Regions from separate parts of the Mus musculus genome. Here all the other regions are linked to region 6. Evidence: chromatin contacts called from public HiChIP or PLAC-seq and promoter capture Hi-C data. All regions are on one chromosome and are shown on one strand. Each heading gives the region's core, a stretch centred on a gene start, on an enhancer-like site or on the middle of the called end of the contact. The rest is flanking DNA. Distances are from core to core; before and after follow the strand shown. Region 1 holds the start of Taf13 (TATA-box binding protein associated factor 13). Region 2 holds the start of Clcc1 (chloride channel CLIC-like 1). Region 3 holds the start of Sars (seryl-aminoacyl-tRNA synthetase). Region 4 holds the start of Wdr77 (WD repeat domain 77). Region 5 holds the start of Wdr47 (WD repeat domain 47). Region 6 holds the start of Rbm15 (RNA binding motif protein 15). Region 7 holds the start of Gpsm2 (G-protein signalling modulator 2 (AGS3-like, C. elegans)).

Region 1 (2,772 bases), core at 9-2,508, 1.2 Mb before region 6:
TCTTTCGAGAAAAGTCTCTTTCTCTTCCCCTGGCCACCTTCCGCTCCTCCTCCAATTTCTTCATTCTCCTCCTCAAACTAGAAATTTTAAAACACGGACATGGCAAATGATTGCAGTGCACGTGATATTCCCTCGAGTCTCCTCCTGCTCGCCCTCTTTGTGGAGTGCTGTGAATTGAACCCACGAGCTCACGATGCTAAACAGATGCTTGACCACTGAGCTACACCTCCTGCACTCTTTTCATCTTTTTTTTTAAAGGCATTTATTATTTATGTGTATTGTGTGCCTACATAAATGTGCCTGCTGTTGCCCATAGAGGCCAAACTAGGTCTAATCGCTGTAGGTTGCCAGATGTGACAGCAAATGCTCCTAAGCACTAAAGCTATCTCTCTACACTTTTTTTTTTTTTTTTTTTGAGACAAAGTGGTCTCACTATGTGCCCGTGTCTGCCTGAACTCACGGAGATCCGCTTGCCTCTGCTCCTGAGTGCTGGGATTAAAGGTGTGCGCCACCACGCCCAGTGACCCTTTTTCATTTTCGAAAGTGAGAAGCTAAAGCAAACTGCACAAAACCACGAAAATTTAGCACCAAAGGGCTCATAAGCCCTAGTCCAATTCTCAAGTCGTGCAAGAAGGCTTTTATTACGGCTGCTAACAACCTTACAACCGTGCGTGTGTAAAGTTCTAACGACCTCAGGTTCTGGGTTTGGTTTTAGCCAATTTAGTTGTCACACTGCTAAGCAAGACTACTGTAAAAACCTGGTAGTTTAAAATCTACTCTCTGCTGTCATCGGAAGCAACTGATAAAGGGCTAAGAACTTTCCTTAACTGGGCTGGACTCTACCTCACAAGAAAACCGATGCCAAAGGAGAATTTGGATCCCAAGCTTCCTGTCTTTAGTTCATCGTTTCTCCGCTATCTTCACTAGTTTTGTCAGCATCTGGGCTGCTGGTTCCGCTTTAATCAGCTTTGATCTCCTATGACCCTCTAGATGTCTTAGTGTCGGGAAGATCCAGGTCAAAGAGAGACCCTTTCTACTCTTCCTTCCCGTCTTGTCCCACGCACTGACTAAGGTAAACCAAAAAAGGAAAACACCGCGGAGCCCCCGGACTCTCGGCGGGAATCCCTAAGGCACAAGCGGGTCAGACTCTGCCTCCGCTAGTGATCCGAAAGGAGTGAGGAACCAGGCTGAGACAGGCGCTCACTCACGGTGGGGTCTTCCTCCTCATCTGCCATGCTAGCTGCTCGCCAGCCTTCTGAACCCGCCCACCGGCGGCTGGCGAGTTTTATAAGATACGTACGTCACTTCCGGCCTGGCCAGCGTTGCGCAGAGAGGCGTGCGCGTTCATTCTCCTACCCAACCCCGGCCTTGGGATTGGCTGGAAGTCAGTGACGTGCTCTTACGTGTGGAATCCTGAAGGAGGAATTAAAAATTACAAAGAAGCCAGGCGTGGTATACTACGCCGGGAAATCTCTGCACTTGGCAGGCAGAGGCAAGAGGGCTTCGAGTTCGAGATCAGCTCAAGTTTCATGAGCCCATGTCTCAGAAAACATAAGTGATAAATTTGTGCATACTTACGGAGGCTCACAAATGCCTGTAAAAATAGGATGACTTTTTGCCTCTGGGGCTGATCCACTCAAGTACACAAGCCCCATGATATTATATATAGTATCTATATTATTATATAATTATATATCTACTTTCTTTTATGTAAATAGGTGTTTTGCCGGCAAGTATGTGTACCATGTGTGTGCAGCACCAAAGAAGCCAAAATAGAGCAACCGATTTCCTGGAACTAGAGATAGACGATTGTGAACCGCTATATAGGGGCTAGGAATCAAACTCAAGTCTCTTGAAAAGCAGCCAATACTCTTAACCACGGAGCAATCTTTCCTGCCTCCGTTAATACGCAATATATATATGTAGTTTGGGTTGGAAGGTTGTTTTGCGCTTTTTTTTTTTTTTTTTTTTGGTTTTTTCAAGACAGGGTATCTCTGTGTAGCCCTGGCTATCCTGGAACTCACTCTGTAGATCAGGCCGGCCTCGTTCTCAGAAATCCGCTTGCCTCTGCCTCCCAAGTGGTGGGACTAAAGGCGTGCGCCACCACTGCCCGGCCGTTTTTTGCTTCTTCTTCTTTTTTTTTTTTTTAAATTACAAAAGATGTGCTAGAGAAATGGTTCAGTCAATAAAAGCTCTAGCGGAATAAGCCTAAGGCTCAGGTTCAATCCCTGGGACCTGTATAAAAAGTGAAAGGTGAGAAGACAGAGTCTGCAAGGTTGTCCTCTGGCTTCCATACACAATAATAAGAAAATATTTTAAAATTATGAAAGAGCTAAGTGTAGTGGCACTCGCCTTTAATCCCTGCCTTGGGAGGCAGAAGCCAGAAGATCTCTTTGAGTTAGAGGCCAGCCAGGGCTACATAGTCAAAACAAGAAAACCAAAGCTCGGCAGTGGTGGTCCATGCTTTTTGTCCCAGCACTTGGGAGGCAGAGGCAGGCGGATTTCTGAGTTCAAGGCCAGCCTGGTCTACAGAGTGAGTTCTAGGACAGCCAAGGCTACACAGAGAAACCCTGTCTCGAAAAACCAAACCAAACAAACAAATAAACAAAAAGCAGAGACATTAAATATATCAGAAAGATGGCAACACAGAAAAGGTGGAAATAGGGCATAAATAAATATGTATAAATATGTATAAGTAAAAAGGAAAGGACTATAGACACTTACGCTATCAGCGTATAAACTATGAAGCATGGATAATTCAACCCTCTTAAC
Region 2 (2,700 bases), core at 129-2,628, 1.3 Mb before region 6:
CTACATAGACTGACTCGGAAAAACAAAAACATCACAAAAATCTTCCTATGTTGCCTCAGTTTATGAAAAAAACCTGCGTTACTCTATGACTTGTCGGTGGACACCAGTTAGTTTGTATCATTTTCTCATTGCCTCAACTACAACACATGTACTCCAGTGCGCACAATAATAGTATATAAAAAAACATACTCATACAATAATAGAGGACATTTTGTTACTGAAACATATGCTCCTTTAATCCTTACAAAAACTCTTGGAAAGGGCACCACTGTCTCAATCCCAGAAAAAACGGGTAACATGCCCATGGCCTCTGAGCTCTGAGAGGTTCCTTGGAGGTTAGGGTTCAAAAGCGGGTGAGGAAACTCTGCTGGGTCTTATCACACAGGTGGGAAAACCAGAAAAGGGGCTTCTCACAGGGGCGGCCTCTGGCTTAGCTCTTAAGATGTGCAGGCTGATTGACAGCCACGAAATGGAAACCCTCAAGAAAGTCACTGATTTCAAAGAATCAGAGGTCTAACCAACCAGCCAAGCAGGACTAACCGGGTTAAGGGAAGTCAAATTCTCGGTTATCTTAGAAGCGGGAAGTCGCTATTTAGCTCACGCGTGTTCTTGTCCTTTCCTGGCAATTGAGGTTGTTTTTTTCTGTTTGTTTGTTTGTTTGTTTTTCGAAACGAGGTTTCTCGGTGTATCCTGGAAACGCTGTAGACCAGGCAGGCCTCGAACTCAGAGATCCGCCTGCCTTTGCCTCCGGAGTGCTGGGATTAAAGGGTGCCCACCGCCCACCAGACAATTTTCATTTCCAATATGTGCCCAGACAACGCTGAGAAGAGCACTTTTATAATCAGTATCATGGAGAAAACCTGACGTTTTGCACCTAATTATAAACCCACAGACTTACAGCATCAACTAACTTAATATACTCAAATTAAATTTGGAGTTTCATACCATTACTCCAACAAATCCAATATATATATATAATTTTTTGGCCGTCAGTATTTGTTGCAGATTCTGCCAAGGTTTCAGATAACACAAGCAAGGATGCTCTTGCCCCAGGGTGGGCCGCTCGGTATATTCGCAGGGTTAGCCGAGACAAGGGGAATGACTGGCGGGCGCTGTCTACCCGCGTAAGACGGAACAGGGAATCGCCACGGGCCCAGGCCCCGGCACCTCTCACGCTGCCGCGCCGCCTCCCACGCAGACCCGCGGGCCGCCCCGACACACCGAAGAGCGCCCACTCACGTCGAGGGTCCTGCCTGCTCTTTCAGAGGGACCCGGGCCAGCCCGGCCGCGGAAGACGCCGAGCCGCCTACCTCAAACACGGTGCACTCGGACTGGAGTCCCGAGCGGACTCATCGACTCGCTCGGCCCGCAGCTGTGCGGCCTTCCCGCGCGCGTTGCTGATTGGCTGCGCCGCGGGGGCGGAGGCGGGGGCGGGACCAGGCCGCGCTCCTCTGCTCTGAAGTAAGGGCTTTTCAATTACCCAACCACCAGTTCAGTTCAGACGGTCGTGGCTAAAGGAGCCAAGTACGTCTAAATAAGTAAATAAGTAATAAGTAAATAAGGAAAGAAAAGAAAGAAAGAAAGAAAGAAAGAAAGAAAGAAAGAAAGAAAGAAAGAAAGAAAGAAAGAAAGAAAGAAAGAAAGAAAGAAAGAAAGAAAAAGAGAGAGAGAGAGAGAGAGAGAGAGAGAGAAAGAAAGAGGGGGGAGGGAGGGAGAGAAGGAGAGAGAGAGAGATAGAGAGAGAGATCTACTTCGAACATAACTTTCTAAGTGGAAGATAATGGTTAACTAGTACTATATATAGTGAGGGAGGCAAATGGGAGTTTGGACGTAAGGTTTGTTTTGTGTTTATCTTCAACTTCTGGCTTTGCAGTTTCCAAAGTGTCCAAAGAGGAACCCCACCCCAGAAATGAATACAAAAACTAACTGGCAATGAGACACTGTTAGTATTTAATTTGGTATTCTTGGGTATACATACATCATTTACAACTTTTTAAGATTTGTAGTCGTTTTAGATTTATTTCATATGTATGAGTGCTTTGCTTCATATAGTATGTGTTCCACGTGCGTGTCTAGTACATACAGGGGTCAGAAGAGGGGGTTGGATCCCCCTAGATAGGAAGTCCCAGATAATTGTGGCACCAACACGTATTTTCTTTTTAATTCTGATTGTGTTTCTGCATATGAATGCAGTTGCCAGCAGAGGTCAGAGCTGCAGTTGCCAGCAGAGCATCAGGTACCTGAGATGCAGAGTTATCGGTGATCTTGAGCCACAAAACTCGGTTGCTGGAAACCGAACTTGAGTTCTTTTAACAGCTAAGCCACTTCTCCAGCCCCATTGCTACTGTGGCTGGTAGCCTTTCAGATGTAGATGATAAGATCCTACTGCTGTAGCAACCATGTGTGTACAGAAGTCAAGATGGAACTGGACTGAATGCTTACTCTGGAAGGTTAGCTTTCATAACATAAGGATGCCTTATGGAAGAAGTCACCAGCAGTCTTGCCCTGCTGTGACCTTGTATGTTACCCGGCTGCCCTCCCAGGCAAGATGTACCCACATTTGCAATAGTGGCAAACTGTTAAGTGGGTAGCCATCTTCTTTCCAGCTTGATTTGAGGCCCACTCCATAGGAGGGGATTCATGTCCGGCACAGTAGACCTGATCAAATCTGCGTCTGGGAGGTCAATGCCCTAGGGGGGA
Region 3 (2,700 bases), core at 129-2,628, 1.1 Mb before region 6:
TTCCAGCCGTCCGATTGCTAGATACTCAGGAAAGTGTTCTTTTTAGGAGAAGACACAGGAAGGGGAGAGCAGGTTTGTGGGTTCCGTGTTAGTTAATGTTTTCTACTGTGTGAGAGCAGTAGGTTTTTGGTTTGGTTGTATGTGTGTTTGGTTTTTGAGACAGATTCTCACTACACAGCTCTGGCTGGCTTGGAGTTCGGTATTTAGAACAGGCTGGCCTTGACTTTACAGAGCTCTCTACCTCCGATGTGATATAAAAGGCACCTACTACTAAGCCTGACTAGGTTTGGGTTTTTTGGAGACATGCTGGCCCTGAACTCATGCACCCGCTGCTCCCACTCACAAGGGATGCACATGGACATGCACTACCACATCTGGCCAAGAGAGGTAATTTCAAATGAGGTCTTCTCACTTTAAGAGTAACAGGTGTGTGTAGGTTGGGCTTGGTGGCACACCCCTTTGATACCAGAGACTCCCCAGGAAGAGGCAGGCATCTCTGTCTGAAGCCAGCCTGGTCTACATAGTGAGCTCCAGGACAGCCAGGCCTATAGATTCTATCTCAACAAACAAAACAAACAAACAGACAAAAAGAATAACTTGAACGTGTTGATAGAATAGCCTGGCAATGCTCAAATTACATAAACATAGAATAGTTTCAATCGTAAATATAAGCTACAACTTCTTGCAAAGGTCTATTGGATTTGGGTGAGGGATATGTGAGAAGAGAGGTGTGCTCATCTCATGGACTGTCTTCTGACACCCAACCCTTCTTCCCCTGGTTTTCAACACAAAACTGTAGCCAAAGCTGCAGGAGACCGGGAGGGGACAAGCTCAGATTATCCTGCCTCCTAGCCTCCCTCCAGTGTCTCTGTTTATTAAGTCCATCAGGGTCTCTAACCTTGTCCTTTTATCTCAGGGGGGCTTGGCAAAGGTTTGTTGCGGGAGGAAGGGGGTAGGGCTAGTATAAAAAGAAAAATAAAGGATGAAATGGCACACATCTTTAATCCCAACATTTTGTTTGAGGCTGGCCAGGTTTACATAGTTGCTAGTCAGAGCTACACTGTGAGACCCTGTATCAAAACAAAAAGCCCCAGGGCTCGAGAATCTTGAGGGTAGGTAACTGGGTGTGTGCTCTGTAATCAAGATAGAGGAAAACTGGCATCTGCAAAGTGCATTGTCTTCCAAGTCAGCTTCGGTCCACACCGAGATACTCCCTTCAACCAGAGGAACCTGAGGCATTCACGATTTCAGTGGGGGGCGATCAGAAGGCCTTTCAGTAAGGAGTTCAGCAGAGAAACAACCCGCATAAGGCTACCACGCCCTTTTCACTTCTCACCACTCCCTCTGGACCCTGCCTAACACTGCGGCTTCCGGCGAGCTAGGCGCCGCCCCCTCCCGGGCTGCCGGGTGCCTGCGCAGTGAGACCAGGTCAGCGCGCAGGCGCAGTGCATCGTCCACCCGCCGCTTACAGTCCTCTCTTAGTGTTAACTGGTGAGGTAGAAGGATGGTGCTGGACCTGGATTTGTTTCGGGTGGATAAAGGAGGGGACCCAGCCCTCATTCGAGAGACGCAGGAGAAGCGCTTCAAGGACCCGGGGCTGGTGGACCAGCTGGTGAAAGCAGACAGTGAGTGGCGACGATGTAAGTACCAGGAGCTCGCAGTATCCCTTGAATCCCTCATGGCTTCAGAGGTCACAGCTTACAGCTTTTGTCAGATGCTCCCGCGACTGGCCGGCTCTACCGGCTTGTCCGTAGAACAAGCTGGGAACCGGGCTTGTCCCCCTCTCCCTGCAGCTCCCGCGGCCTGGGTCCCTCCCCGCGCGTGCTCTATGCTGACTGCCGCCAGTGCTTTAGGAAGGAGCTGCACGCACGCACGCGCAGGGAGAGCTGTCAGGCCCTTGCGTAGCTACAGCAAGCCAGAGCTGGAGTTTTACTTGGGGGGCGGGCTGGGAATTAATTTTCTATACATTTTGGTCATTCTCAGTGTTTTATTCGTCTTTAGCAAACCCAGCGTAGTCCTCCGGGTTTTGCAGGGATCAAAGGCTGCTCTCTCAGACTGAGTGACTTCTGCAGCACCCTAGGATTACTCCACCCCAGTCGAACCATCTGGGGACTTTGGAGGCTACTCTTGACTAAATGCAGTGACCCTGAAATTTGGGGTGGCCACTTCTCCAACCCTGAAGGCATACCTTTAAGAATCAGGCTTTTCCGTGCTAGATCAGATAGGACGGAGGGGTGCTGTAAGGCAAGAAAAAGCTTGTAATTACTGAGGATGGTTGTGATTTGTGGTAGTTTTCTGGAAAAGACGTTGGCAGCGTAGAAGTGACCCATCGTCATTCAGGAAATTAAAAGAAGCTCTAGAATCCTCTGCCTCCCAAGTGATCACCTGGCAGACCGGATGTTGTCAGTGGCATGTGACTCGGGTAGTCTGATGCAATAGGTCTGCAACCAGCTGAGAACCTGGTTTATAAGAGCACTGCTAAGGCAATCCCACGATCCAAGAGTGTCTCCCTCCTACTCCCACCCTCCAAAATAAACAGGATTTCTTTCTCTCTGTAGCCCTGGCTATCCTGGAACTTGCTCTGTAGACCAGGCTGGCCTTGAACTCAGAGATCCACTTGCCTCTGCTTCGAGAGTGATCAAGGGTGTGTGCCACCATACCCATAGGGGTGTTTTGTGGACATGATTTTACTGTTAAAAA
Region 4 (2,700 bases), core at 61-2,560, 1.4 Mb after region 6:
ACTTATCACCACTGGATCATCTCTCCAGACCCAAAATAAATCTATTTTAATCTTTGAGACAGGGTTTTCCCTACTTCCCTACGTACCTATGGCTGGCCTGGAACTGGATATGGAGAACAGGCCGGCCTCCAACTCACAGAGCTCTGCCTGCGGCTGCTGGGATTACAGGCAGCACCTATACCCAGCTTCCACCAACTTATATAAATTCTGACTTTCTTTAATCTGCTTAATTCTGAGAACTCCATACACGCATACAATGTAGTCTGACTATATTCATCCCTAGCTTGTCCAACATTTACCCTCCATCACCTACCAACTTCATTTCTTTGTCTTTTTTAATGCCAAAGCCTACATTTCTCAGCCTGACACTCAAAGAAAGGTGGGATTAAGGACTGTCCAGTGACAGAGCAGTTGCCTAGCAAGGTGAGTCAATTCACAGCACATAGCAAACACAACAGCAAAAGAAAACAGGAGGCTAGGCACGGTGGCACACGTCTTTAATTACAGCACAGAGGAAGACTTCTGTGAGTTCAAGGCCAGCCTGGTCTACTTAGTTTCTGGGACAGCCAAGCCAATAAGGTAAACAACCCTGCTTCTAAATAATAAAACACCTTTTCCCATCCTACCCTGTACCCAACTCTTCAATTCCAGGGGAGGGGGATCACTCACCTGAATCAGAAGCCACTAGGATACCTTTGTCCCCCACCCAAGTGAGGTCAGCTACTCCAGCCTCGGTCTGGACGCCAGCAGAGCAGAAACCTTCGTTGGGGGCCGCACTAGGATCCTTGAAAAACCACAGAGAACCTACCCAGCAGCGACCACTCAGGCTGGAGACCCCGAGCAGAAGGGAACCATCTACGGTGGGGAGAGCAAAGTTATAAGGTGTCAGATGGAAGGCCTTGTTTCTATGGTAACCTCACAGAACCCCGTGGCGGGACCAGTCTGAATCTGAGATCGGATTTGTGGAGCTGAGCTGGGGCAGGGCCAGGACGCCAGGTATGGCCGAGGAGGGCCACACGGCGCTGGGAGGACTCGAGAGGGTCAGCACCGGGAGAGGGCACCCGAGACTGGGGGTAAAGGGGCTTCCAGGCCCCGGGATCTCGGCTCACCAGACCGGTACCGTGCAGCCTCCAATTGACGTTCCATGCATGCGGGCGCATTGGGGGGCAGGTTCCACTCGCGGGCCGCCGGGGGCACGAGCGGAGGAGGGGTGTCCTTCCGCATCTCCACGATTCCAAATCTAACCTAGACCCAGACTCGACGAGAGACCCTGACTCGGCGCCGGAGGGACCGCACACGTGGTGTACCTCTGCGCAACCGCCCCTCTCCGAGGGAATTCGCTCTACTTCTCGCGAGAATTGTGTCTACCCTTCCAGCCTGCTTTTCCGTCTCCTGTCCCCGCAGCGGGATTTTGTTTGTTTCCCTCCCTCAGCCCCACCCATTTTTTCTCCTCTTCTCGCGATAGTGGGGAGGGGGCGGGGAAAAAGCCGAGAACTTCCGAGAAAAAGCGAGCTGATCTCTTCTCGCGAGATGTGCGAGCGGCCATCTTGCTCCTGCCCCTGACAGGCTCGGGTCGGGGTCACAGGGACACGGAGCCCGCTGTCCCGCTCTTCGCAGACAATGCTGTCCCGGGTGGTGCTTTCTGCTGCCGCCACAGCGGGTGAGAGACGTAGAGCCTAGGTTAGCGTAGCAGGGTGACTAGGAAGAAGCCAGGCCGGGGAGGCGGGAAGCGGGTAGAGGACGGACTGCGGCGTTTGGGCCCGAGCTCACCCACGGGAGCGATCTGGAGAGCTCCCGGGCCGCCCAGCATCTCAGGGCGCGGCAGAGACGGATGCCAGGGCCGACACCCGGGAAGGTAGAAACGCGATTTCTCCTTGACTTTGCTAACCTCCGTCTTGTGTATTTCCAGCCCCGTGTCTGAAGAACGCGGCCGCCCTAGGTCCAGGGTGAGTGTCACCACGTCTTATTCTCTTTCCATTTCCTAGCGTCAAGCCAAAAATTGCTGTTTTCCTTCACGTTAGCCAGCTTGCATACTCATTCGGACGTTTGTTCTTCTAATTGCCTTGAACATGATCCTGTTCCTTCCTCTGACAAACACCAAAGAGAGGCTCACCCCTCGTTGTGACCTTCAGCGACACACAACCAAGTTACTGGCTTACTTACCCCCAAGGACAGATCTGGTTAAATACAGCAAAATAAAACCTATTGTTTTGGGTGTCTTCCAGATTTCCATCTTTTATTAACCATATCAGGAGGCCGAAAACACATATGGCTTCGTAAATGCTTGTGTTGATGATCACATAATGTGACAGTGGATAACTTTGTGGAGATCACAGTAACAACCCTAGTCCTAGAGACAGCTACACAGTAGCTCCATCCTCTAATCCGTCAGTAAGACTCAACTCGTGAGGATGCTTTGAGTCTGACTACTTTCACTACCATTGTTACAGCATGAAGCCGCTGCCCACAGTTCTGAAATGGACAATTTCACTAGGCTTTCAGTCTTAACATCTGTTTTTATCCCAATACAGTCCATTCTCAATGTAGCAGAGAGATCTTGGCAGTTCCCCCCACTTAAAACCCTTCAGAGCTCATATCCCTATTGCAATAAAATCTAAACATAGCAAAACCAAGAAAACCTGAATTAACCTCATCTGTGTCTTGGGTCTTTTTTTATGTACTGTTAATGCCAGCCCTGCT
Region 5 (2,700 bases), core at 92-2,591, 1.3 Mb before region 6:
TATCTGTGAAAAAGATTTACAGCCCTTTTAAACCTGTATGTTAATTCCTGTGCCATTAACTTTTTATAGCATTCTATGAACTCTCTACAACAAAGGGGGGAAACTAAGTGTCAGGATTTCAACCGATGAATCTGGGTGGAACAAAGACTTCTCCTCTCATTATGCAGTGAGAACCAAGTTGCCAAAAAAAAAAAAAAAAAAAAAAAGCTCCCCTCAGACGACACCCTTCGTAGTTACTAGCTGCATGTCTGGATGTACAGGGGGGAAATCATCAGGTCAAATACTGCCGCTGCCTACTTGGTTCCTACCCCTTTGCCAAAGGCGTCGTCCCAGAGCTAGAGCCCCAATCTTTTTCTCCCCAATACAGCTAAGCAGCTTAACCCTCTGAGTTCCATAACCTCCGGTGTCTTACGCAGGCGTCCCCGGGAACAAATCACGTTCGAAATTCAGTCGATGCCCCTGTCCCCACCCTCCCAGACCCCACAGGACTGCTCCTAACAGCCACTGGCCTGGCGTCAGAAAGGGCAAACCCGGATCCCCCACAAACCCTCAACCCCGCCACTCCCTACCCATTCGCCGGCCAAGGCGAGCAGGGAAAGGGACCAGCGCGCAGCCCTCAGTCTCGCCCCAGCCCAATAGAGGGGCGAGGCAGATGCAGCCCAGTCAGCCCTCCTCGCGCCCCTCAGCAGCGGCGAGGTGGATACTCCATACCAGGGCGAGGGGCATCGCCCAGCCGCCCGAATCAGACTGGCAAGTAGGGGAAGGTGTGGTCCAGCAGTGGCGGCCTGGATAGATTGCCTGGCGGGTCCCAGGTCCTGTCCCCGAGACACCCGGGCCTCGCCCGCATCCCATCTTCTCGCAGTCGCCACCAAAGCCTACCCAAGACACTCCTCCCGGCTGCGAACGCCGCCCAAGGGGCTGTGGGGTCTGCGCCGCATCAGGCTAGTGACAGGTGGCGACGGGTGACCATGGCAACCCACGGTGCACGGCGGCCCGCCCCCGCCTCCTGGAATCCGCTCACCTGAGAGCTCCGGGCGGAGCCGGCAGAAGCGGTGGAGGAAAACGCGGAGGAGAGGCCGGCGGCCAGAGCCCCGAGACAGCCAATTCCAGTCTAAGGCGCGAGCGCGAGGGCGGCGGTCTGGGCTAAGCAGCCCGCACGTCAATCCATCAGCTCGTCAGCCGGTCCTGCTCGCGTCCGCCCCGATCCCGCCTCCGACCGCTCCGCTCCGCGGACTGCGGTTGTCAAGCGCCGCTGGAACGGAGCTCCAGCCGCCAGCTGCAGCCAATCACTGCTCGTCCCTGGAGCCGCCTCAGGACCCCTCCTCGCGAGGCGGCTAGGCAGGTGCCTGAGCAGAAGAGTCGGCTGGGCCAGCCCAGGAGGGTAGGGCGGGGCCTAGAGGCGGGGCCTAACACGGGGGCGGGCAGAATCTAAGACTGACGCCTGGAGGCTCCTGGCCCTCGCCTTCTCTGCTCTTATGGTTTAGGAGATGACTGTAAGGAGAATGTAGGCCCAGAACCTTCGGGTGACGCTATGTTATGTCCCAAAATAGCGTGGACAGGTGTGGTAGTTTGAATGAGAATTGCCCCCATACTCATGCATTTGAATGCTTGTCCCCAGTTACTGGACTGACAGGAAAAGATAAGGATAGCAGTTCTCAACGTATGGGTCCCAACACCTCCTAGGAGGGTAACATATCATATAATTTCAATTCATAGCAGTAACCAACTGGTCTGAAGTAGCAACGAAAATAATTTTATGGCTGGGGGTGAGGAGGCCACCAAAAGATGAGCAACTGTATTAAAGAGTCGCAGCATTAGGAAGGTTGAGAACCACTGGATTAGGTGTGAACAAGTTGGAAGAGATGTCACTGAGGGTGGTCTTGGAGGTTTCAAGAGCCAGTCCTTTCTGGCTTTTTTTTTTTTTTGTAAGATTTATTTATTATATGTAAGTACACTGTAGCTGTCGCCAGACACCCCAGAAGAGGGCATCAGATCTCACTATGGATGGTTGTGAGCCACCATGTGGTTGTCAGGATTTGAACTCAGGACCTCCAAATAGAGCAGTCAGTGTTCTTAACCGCTGAGCCATCTCTCCAGTCCCAAGCCAGCCTTTTCTTCGTTTTATGTCTGGTGCTTGTGGATCACGTGTAAGCTGTTAGCAACTGCTCCAGCATCAGGCCTCCCTGTCTGCTGGCACATTCACTGCCAAGACCGTCATGAACTAACCCTCTGGAACCCTGAGCTAAAAATTAAATGCTGTCTTTTATAAGTTGCCTTGGTCGTGGTGTTTCATCACATCAATAAAAAAAGTAGCTAGGACAACCTGTCTGACACTTCCAAATGTCTTCTGTGCACTGGGTTTGACTCTTAATTCTACTCCAACGATTAACTAATAAAGCTTAAGTGAAATAAATACTCCTTCCTTGCCCTTTTCCGTACTCCATCTCCCTCCATGAAAACCATCCCCTTCCAGGCTCTCCATGTGTAAAGCTAATCCTATCTTGAAGCACTTAACAAGGCTGCTGTTTTGAACTGCCCTTTTATTTACAGTAGTAACCTCACTCCTACACATTTGTGTAGTAGTATTCCCCCAGATACGTACTGCTCAAGGAGCTGAACCTCCAGGAACCTTAGCATAAAGAATCCAGAACTCAGGAGGCAGAGGTAGACTTATGAGAGATTTACCTGGCCTGGTTTACA
Region 6 (2,700 bases), core at 174-2,673:
TTTGGGGAAGGGCATTCTTATCACCTTGTAAAATGTCCTGTTTTAAAACACATTCTCTACTCAGTCTTAGAAGATGTAAATACCAAAATCTTTCTCATCTCTCCTAGGTACATTTTTGGGAAGACTGCAAAAAGCCTATTTCCTCTCACCAGGAGGTAAACGCTAGTGGGATAGACTACGCATCTAATCTCATGATCACCAGTATTACATAAGCTTAAGAGATTCAGGTGCATGGGGTCGCAGAGGTGGGAGACGGGAGGCGTTTAGACGGGAATCACGGTTAAAGGAGTCAAAGGAAGTGGATATAGGAGGGAGCAAGGTGGCCATGTTACTGGGTCCTACTATGGATTAATCGGAGTGCTGGAGTCCTAGAAACGAGATAAATGTAGTGTCCGCACAGTGAGAAGTGTGACACATTAAAGCAAAGCACAGCTATATTATGTCTCACACATCTTTTATAAATGCAAACCTTACAGGGATTCACAACATAAAGCAGGAAGCAAAAATCTGCAAGTGGTCCTGCAGGTCGGACCAGTAAGTGGGCTTGCAGGACACTGCGGGCCCTAAGGCGGCCACTGAGACTGGCCAGGGCTCCGCGGCGCTGTTCCCTGTGTCCGCGGGCGGGCAGTGACTCGGTACCGCCCAGGGCGTCAGCGTGACCCGAGGCTCTGTGAACCCTGAACTCACCGCCCCAGCGGGCCGCACAGACCGGGGCAGGCGTTTTCTCGCGCACGGGGGTGGGGCTTTTTCAGGCAGCTAACTAAGATGGTGTCGGCTGGACTGTCCGGGACAGCTGCCTAGGCGGATCGAGTGAGGGCCAGCAGCCGGAAGGACCACCGAGCCCATTGTCCCGCCCAGACAGGACAGTGAGGAGCCCGCAAGTTCCAGACTCGAAGGACCGAAGCACAGGCAAGTACGCCGTAAGGACCTAACAAATGTTTAAGAGAACGCCGAAAGCGCGGGGAGGCGGGCCTGACTCACTGTCACCATCTCGCGACAGCAAAGTGACGTCGCACAGCAAGCGCGTGGTCTTAGTCTTTCACCTTCAGACGCCTCAGTTTATGGGCCTACTCCTTTAAGTGAGTGATGGACAGCGCTTTTATCCAATCATGTTCCTCGTCAACATCCAATCAGATTTAAACTTTCTTCAGCCGCCGGAGAAGTTGGAAGACTGGGGTCGAAAGAGAGCGAGCGAGTGAGCGAGTGAGCGAGCGAGCTCTTTGTCTCTCGCGAGATCGGAGAGAGCCAAATTCTCAGGAAAAAACGCCTGAACTGATGTCCAGACTTCCCGATAGTGATTTAAAAGACGTGGCCACAAACCAATGAAAGGGAAGAGAAGGTGGGATCGCTGCGTTCGCCGTGCTAGAAGTACCGTTACAGGGCAGAGTTTTTGTCCAATCAACGCTTCTAGGCTTTGGGTCAGGTGACCATGAAGTGCGAGGGGCGGAGCTACAGCCTGGCGCGAGGAACCGTTAAGATAGACAACGAATATAACCAATGAGGTACTGGGATTAGGGCGTTGGGAACCCAATAACAGCGTCGGGGCGGGCGCCTTCCCGGAGCGCGGGGAGATGTAAAGACGGACAAATAGTTTTTCCAATGAGAAGGCTGAAGAGTGAATTAATTGACCAATGAGGTCTGCGGGGCGGGAGCCTTTGCCGCGGCGGAGTCCAAGATGGCGGCGTGCGAGTCCGCTGTGTGAAACGAGCGCGGGGTGGCGGGTTAGTCAGCTCCGCAGAGACGACCTCCGGCGACCCTCAACAATGAAAGGAAAGGAGCGCTCGCCGGTCAAGCCCAAGCGCTCCCGTGGCGGTGAGGACTCCAGTTCTCGTGGGGAGCGGAGCAAGAAGTTAGGGGGCTCCGGCGGCAGCAATGGGAGCAGCAGCGGGAAGACGGACAGCGGCGGGTCGCGGCGGAGCCTTCATCTGGACAAGTCCAGCAGCCGGGGCGGCAGCCGCGAGTACGAGACCGGCGGGGGCAGCTCCAGTAGCCGCTTGCACAGTTACAGCTCCCCGAGCACCAAAAATTCCTCAGGCGGGGGCGAGTCGCGCAGCAGCTCCCGGGGTGGAGGCGGGGAGTCACGTTCCTCCGGGGCCGCCTCCTCCGCGCCCGGCGGCGGGGACGGCGTGGAGTACAAGACCCTGAAGATCAGCGAGCTGGGGTCCCAGCTGAGCGACGAGGCGGTGGAGGACGGGCTGTTTCACGAGTTCAAACGCTTCGGTGATGTAAGTGTCAAAATCAGTCACCTCTCAGGTTCTGGCAGCGGGGATGAGCGGGTAGCCTTTGTGAACTTCCGGAGGCCAGAGGACGCGAGGGCGGCCAAGCATGCCAGAGGCCGCCTGGTGCTCTATGACCGGCCTCTGAAGATAGAAGCCGTGTACGTGAGCCGGCGCCGCAGCCGCTCCCCGTTAGACAAAGATGCTTACGCCCCGTCATCCAGCGTGGTCGGGACCTCAGTCGGTAGCCACCGGCACGCCCCTGGAGGAGGGGGAGGTCAGAGGTCGCTTTCCCCTGGAGGTGCTGCTCTGGGATACAGAGACTACCGGTTGCAGCAGTTGGCCCTGGGCCGCCTGCCTCCTCCACCCCCGCCACCATTGCCCCGAGAGCTGGAAAGAGAACGAGACTATCCGTTCTATGACCGGGTGCGCCCGGCCTACAGCCTGGAGCCGAGGGTGGGAGCTGGAGCAGGTGCGGCTCCTT
Region 7 (2,700 bases), core at 70-2,569, 1.4 Mb before region 6:
GAAGATAGACATTGCTGATAGCTGAGATAAAAAGTCCAATCTATGAGAGAAGGGGGCACAGGAAAGAAACGATTCGCTTTGGCTATGCAGAATTTAAAATACTTTTTATTGTGGTTTACTGTACCAATTCCCACAAAGAATTTATGAGTATGGAAGAATTATAATATCTACCTCTGAAATAGTACAACCAGCTAATTCAGCTTTTTATAAGAACTTGGTATTAAGGGTGCTCGCTGATAATAATAAGAGAACCACTTATTGAACAGCTTCGATGTGTCAGCAGCTGTGTTAACCATTTCATAAACTTTACCTCCTGAAGCATCATGACAGACCTTATTAGAGGAGGTCTCATTATCTGTGTTTTACAGCTGAGGAAGCTAAGGCTACAGAGGACAGACGCCTAACTGGTTCAAAATCAGTCAGTAGGAAGAGGCCCGAGCTGAAATTCAAACCCAGGTCTGGCTGGTGCTAACACTATCTCTATACAGTTTTCCATGACACACATATAGTGGTCACGGCCATCACCACAGAGATGCTGAAACTAGAATTTCTTTAACAGGTGCCCAATCCTGTAAAACATTAAAATTTCATCCCAGTGGAGAAATAGGCAGTGGCTATAGATAATGTAATGTAACCAACGTCATCAGCTTCACAGCAGAGACTCTAGTTTAAACATTTGATGAACAAGCTAAGATCTATTTTTTGGTGAACTTGATATGAAGGCATGAATAGAATGGGAATGCAAGCCGCCGGAGCGGATTAAATTCGCCATCTCTGCTTTTCCTGGGAACCAGCGATCCTGCAGTCAGAAGAAGTTTGCTTTCCCAACATCTGGAAACGCCAGAACTGTGTGTGACACTGCCTCAAGAACTGAGGCTCCTTGTTCAGACTTTCACACGGGACCCTCTGTTCCTTTCACACAGGCCTCTTTCTTTCTCACATCTGCCTCTTGGAAGACTTTCCCAGGGCGGGACTGAGCCTGCAGGGAAAGAGGCAGTGGACTGGGGCTCCTGGGTTCAAAGTCTGAACTAGACCCAGCTTGAACTCTGATGTTTATTGTCCCACTTTTCGCCATCTGAAGGAGAAATTCGAGGACAATAAGCTTCTAGTTGGCGGAGGATCTATCCGCAGCAGAGGAGAATCAAGCGCTACAGTCCGAGAGGCAAACCCCACACACAGATCTTTAGAAGGAGGGAGCCCTGGCTCGTCTAGCCCCGCCCTCCACCCGCCTAGCCCCGCCCCACCGGTGCCATTGGCCGGTCCAAAAAACGCGGGGCGTTGTCAGTTTGAATGGGCGAGCCTGGAGCTAGGCGCAGGCGCAGAGGAGTACAGGCGCTGAGGGAGCCTTGCTGGCGGTGAGACCCTCTGAGAGGCCAGGGGGAGGCCGAAGCTCTGGCCCACGTGACCTGCCGGGGGCGGGCGCCCGGGGCGCTCGCCAGCCTCCCGCGGTGCCCCTGCTTGGCTCGGCGTCGCCGCCGGGACCCGACTTGGGGAAGCGCCGCGGTTCCTAGTCTACGGCCAGAGGCGCTCATCCCTGCAGCGGTTCCTTGTTCTCAGGAGCCGCGGGCCGGAGGGAGGTGAGCGGAGCCTGAGGGGGTGACCCAGTGGGGTGTGTGGGGGCGTGGGGCGGGGGTCTCTGGACCACCGAGGCTCGACGGGCTCGGGTGACGCTGGGACCCGGGAGCTCCGTGGGGGGCTTCGCACCCGCACCATTTAGGCTGTTGTCCCCTAAGTGAGGGGAGACTGGGGATCGGGCTTCTGCAGACCTTGAAAATACTTGCTGGGATGCAGCGACTTCACGCGTTTTCCGAGCGTAACAGACGGTGGATACAAAGCCGAATCCCAGTGGATTCGAATCCCAGGCACGTCGCCGGCCCCGGGTCTCCACACCAGACACCTTTGTCAAGTCACATTTAAACTCCTGAACTTTTCGGATCCCAGACTTACTGGCAAGCGAAACTGATAGATCGTTGTAACCAGCTTTATAGCAAGCGTAACATGTTTGAGATCTTAGCCGGAAAGCTGTAAACTTAGTATCTTCAGATGAAAAGTGGAAAACGTAATTTCCTTGTATTTTAATGGTAAACAATTAGGTGGCTTTAACAAGTATCATTTGAACTCTGTTGAAACGAGTAATGATGGCAATGTTTATTTGCCTTAATGCATTATTTAAACGCCGGGTAGACTTAGAATAGGTAAGTTCTTGACTCTCCTCTCGGTGCTTTGTGTTGATTGGACTGCTGTGTGGTTTGTGTTGTAAGTTTTTGTCACCAGCGAAGCAGAATTTTCAGACTGCCTCTTTGGAAGGCTAAACTGAAGATTTTCCGGCTTGTTAGTAACCATCGTGATTGCTTCTGGTAAAGAGCACTTTTGCCTGGGGTTTCGACGTGCTAAGAGCAGAGATTCGTTCCGCCTAAGTTCAAAAGCGAAGGTTCCTGTCCTTTGACTTGAGGGCAGTGGGGGAGTTCAGGGATGCCCGGCCGGTTCTAGGCATTCATAGGCCCCTCTTGCAAACTATTTCTAACTTACAATTCGAGGATTGGACTGGTTATGAATTCAGAGACTGTGGAGTATTGTGGAAGCGTGTCCCACGGAAAAATAGTTTAGCTGAATTTTCAGTAGGTCAGACATACACTATTACAAGTATGTTTTGATGTAAACCTGAGATTTAATAGTAGGCTAGTTACAAAGGTAATGCAC

The links. Promoter capture Hi-C pulls out the DNA fragments that hold promoters and counts their contacts. HiChIP or PLAC-seq counts read pairs in DNA pulled down with a chosen protein or histone mark. Capture Hi-C pulls out chosen DNA fragments and counts their contacts.
Region 1: an H3K27ac HiChIP or PLAC-seq map of microglia shows a contact between it and region 6, with 13 times the contacts expected there. The contact joins the promoter of Taf13 here to the promoter of Rbm15 in region 6. A contact is called at or near these places in 2 of 39 promoter capture datasets (liver and pre-B cells), 3 of 484 Hi-C or Micro-C datasets (B cells, CD8 T cells and erythroblasts), 2 of 115 datasets of contacts at active chromatin or transcription factors (microglia and thymic regulatory T cells) and 1 of 9 other capture datasets (adipose tissue).
Region 2: a contact with region 6 is called in a promoter capture Hi-C map of pre-B cells, with 3 times the contacts expected there. The contact joins the promoter of Clcc1 here to the promoter of Rbm15 in region 6. A contact is called at or near these places in 3 of 39 promoter capture datasets (cranial neural crest, liver and pre-B cells).
Region 3: a promoter capture Hi-C map of erythroid cells shows a contact between it and region 6, with 3 times the contacts expected there. The contact joins the promoter of Sars here to the promoter of Rbm15 in region 6. A contact is called at or near these places in 3 of 39 promoter capture datasets (erythroid cells, neutrophils and pre-B cells).
Region 4: a promoter capture Hi-C map of liver shows a contact between it and region 6, with 3 times the contacts expected there. The contact joins the promoter of Wdr77 here to the promoter of Rbm15 in region 6. A contact is called at or near these places in 16 of 39 promoter capture datasets (the 3T3-L1 cell line, 3T3-L1-derived adipocytes, the C10 cell line and 11 more), 21 of 484 Hi-C or Micro-C datasets (CD4 T cells, CD8 T cells, the G1E-ER4 cell line and 10 more), 22 of 115 datasets of contacts at active chromatin or transcription factors (cardiomyocytes, differentiating embryonic stem cells, double positive thymocytes and 14 more) and 5 of 9 other capture datasets (adipose tissue, embryonic stem cells, liver and 2 more).
Region 5: a contact with region 6 is called in a promoter capture Hi-C map of pre-B cells, with 5 times the contacts expected there. The contact joins the promoter of Wdr47 here to the promoter of Rbm15 in region 6. A contact is called at or near these places in 2 of 39 promoter capture datasets (liver and pre-B cells), 1 of 484 Hi-C or Micro-C datasets (muscle stem cells), 1 of 115 datasets of contacts at active chromatin or transcription factors (embryonic stem cells) and 1 of 9 other capture datasets (adipose tissue).
Region 7: a contact with region 6 is called in an H3K27ac HiChIP or PLAC-seq map of cardiomyocytes, with 4 times the contacts expected there. The contact joins the promoter of Gpsm2 here to the promoter of Rbm15 in region 6. A contact is called at or near these places in 2 of 39 promoter capture datasets (liver and pre-B cells) and 1 of 115 datasets of contacts at active chromatin or transcription factors (cardiomyocytes).

The regions. Positions count from the first base shown.
Region 1 is chr3:108,570,185-108,572,956 of GRCm38.p6, reverse strand. Taf13 (TATA-box binding protein associated factor 13) reads right to left here and starts at 1,258. Exons shown (of 4, transcript NM_025444.2): 1 at 1,209-1,258; 2 at 1-77. The coding sequence starts at 1,235.
Region 2 is chr3:108,652,591-108,655,290 of GRCm38.p6, reverse strand. Clcc1 (chloride channel CLIC-like 1) reads right to left here and starts at 1,378. Exons shown (of 12, transcript NM_145543.2): 1 at 1,311-1,378.
Region 3 is chr3:108,443,937-108,446,636 of GRCm38.p6, reverse strand. Sars (seryl-aminoacyl-tRNA synthetase) reads left to right here and starts at 1,378. Exons shown (of 11, transcript NM_001204979.1): 1 at 1,378-1,640. The coding sequence starts at 1,505.
Region 4 is chr3:105,958,108-105,960,807 of GRCm38.p6, reverse strand. It overlaps Wdr77 (WD repeat domain 77), which reads right to left and starts at 1,310. Exons shown (of 10, transcript NM_027432.3): 1 at 1,110-1,310; 2 at 670-855. The coding sequence starts at 1,224. It overlaps Atp5pb (ATP synthase peripheral stalk-membrane subunit b), which reads left to right and starts at 1,545. Exons shown (of 7, transcript NM_009725.5): 1 at 1,545-1,660; 2 at 1,910-1,946. The coding sequence starts at 1,621.
Region 5 is chr3:108,589,919-108,592,618 of GRCm38.p6, reverse strand. Wdr47 (WD repeat domain 47) reads right to left here and starts at 1,341. Exons shown (of 15, transcript NM_181400.3): 1 at 1,022-1,341.
Region 6 is chr3:107,332,012-107,334,711 of GRCm38.p6, reverse strand. Rbm15 (RNA binding motif protein 15) reads left to right here and starts at 1,423. Exons shown (of 2, transcript NM_001045807.1): 1 at 1,423-2,700. The coding sequence starts at 1,632.
Region 7 is chr3:108,720,918-108,723,617 of GRCm38.p6, reverse strand. Gpsm2 (G-protein signalling modulator 2 (AGS3-like, C. elegans)) reads left to right here and starts at 1,319. Exons shown (of 15, transcript NM_029522.2): 1 at 1,319-1,577.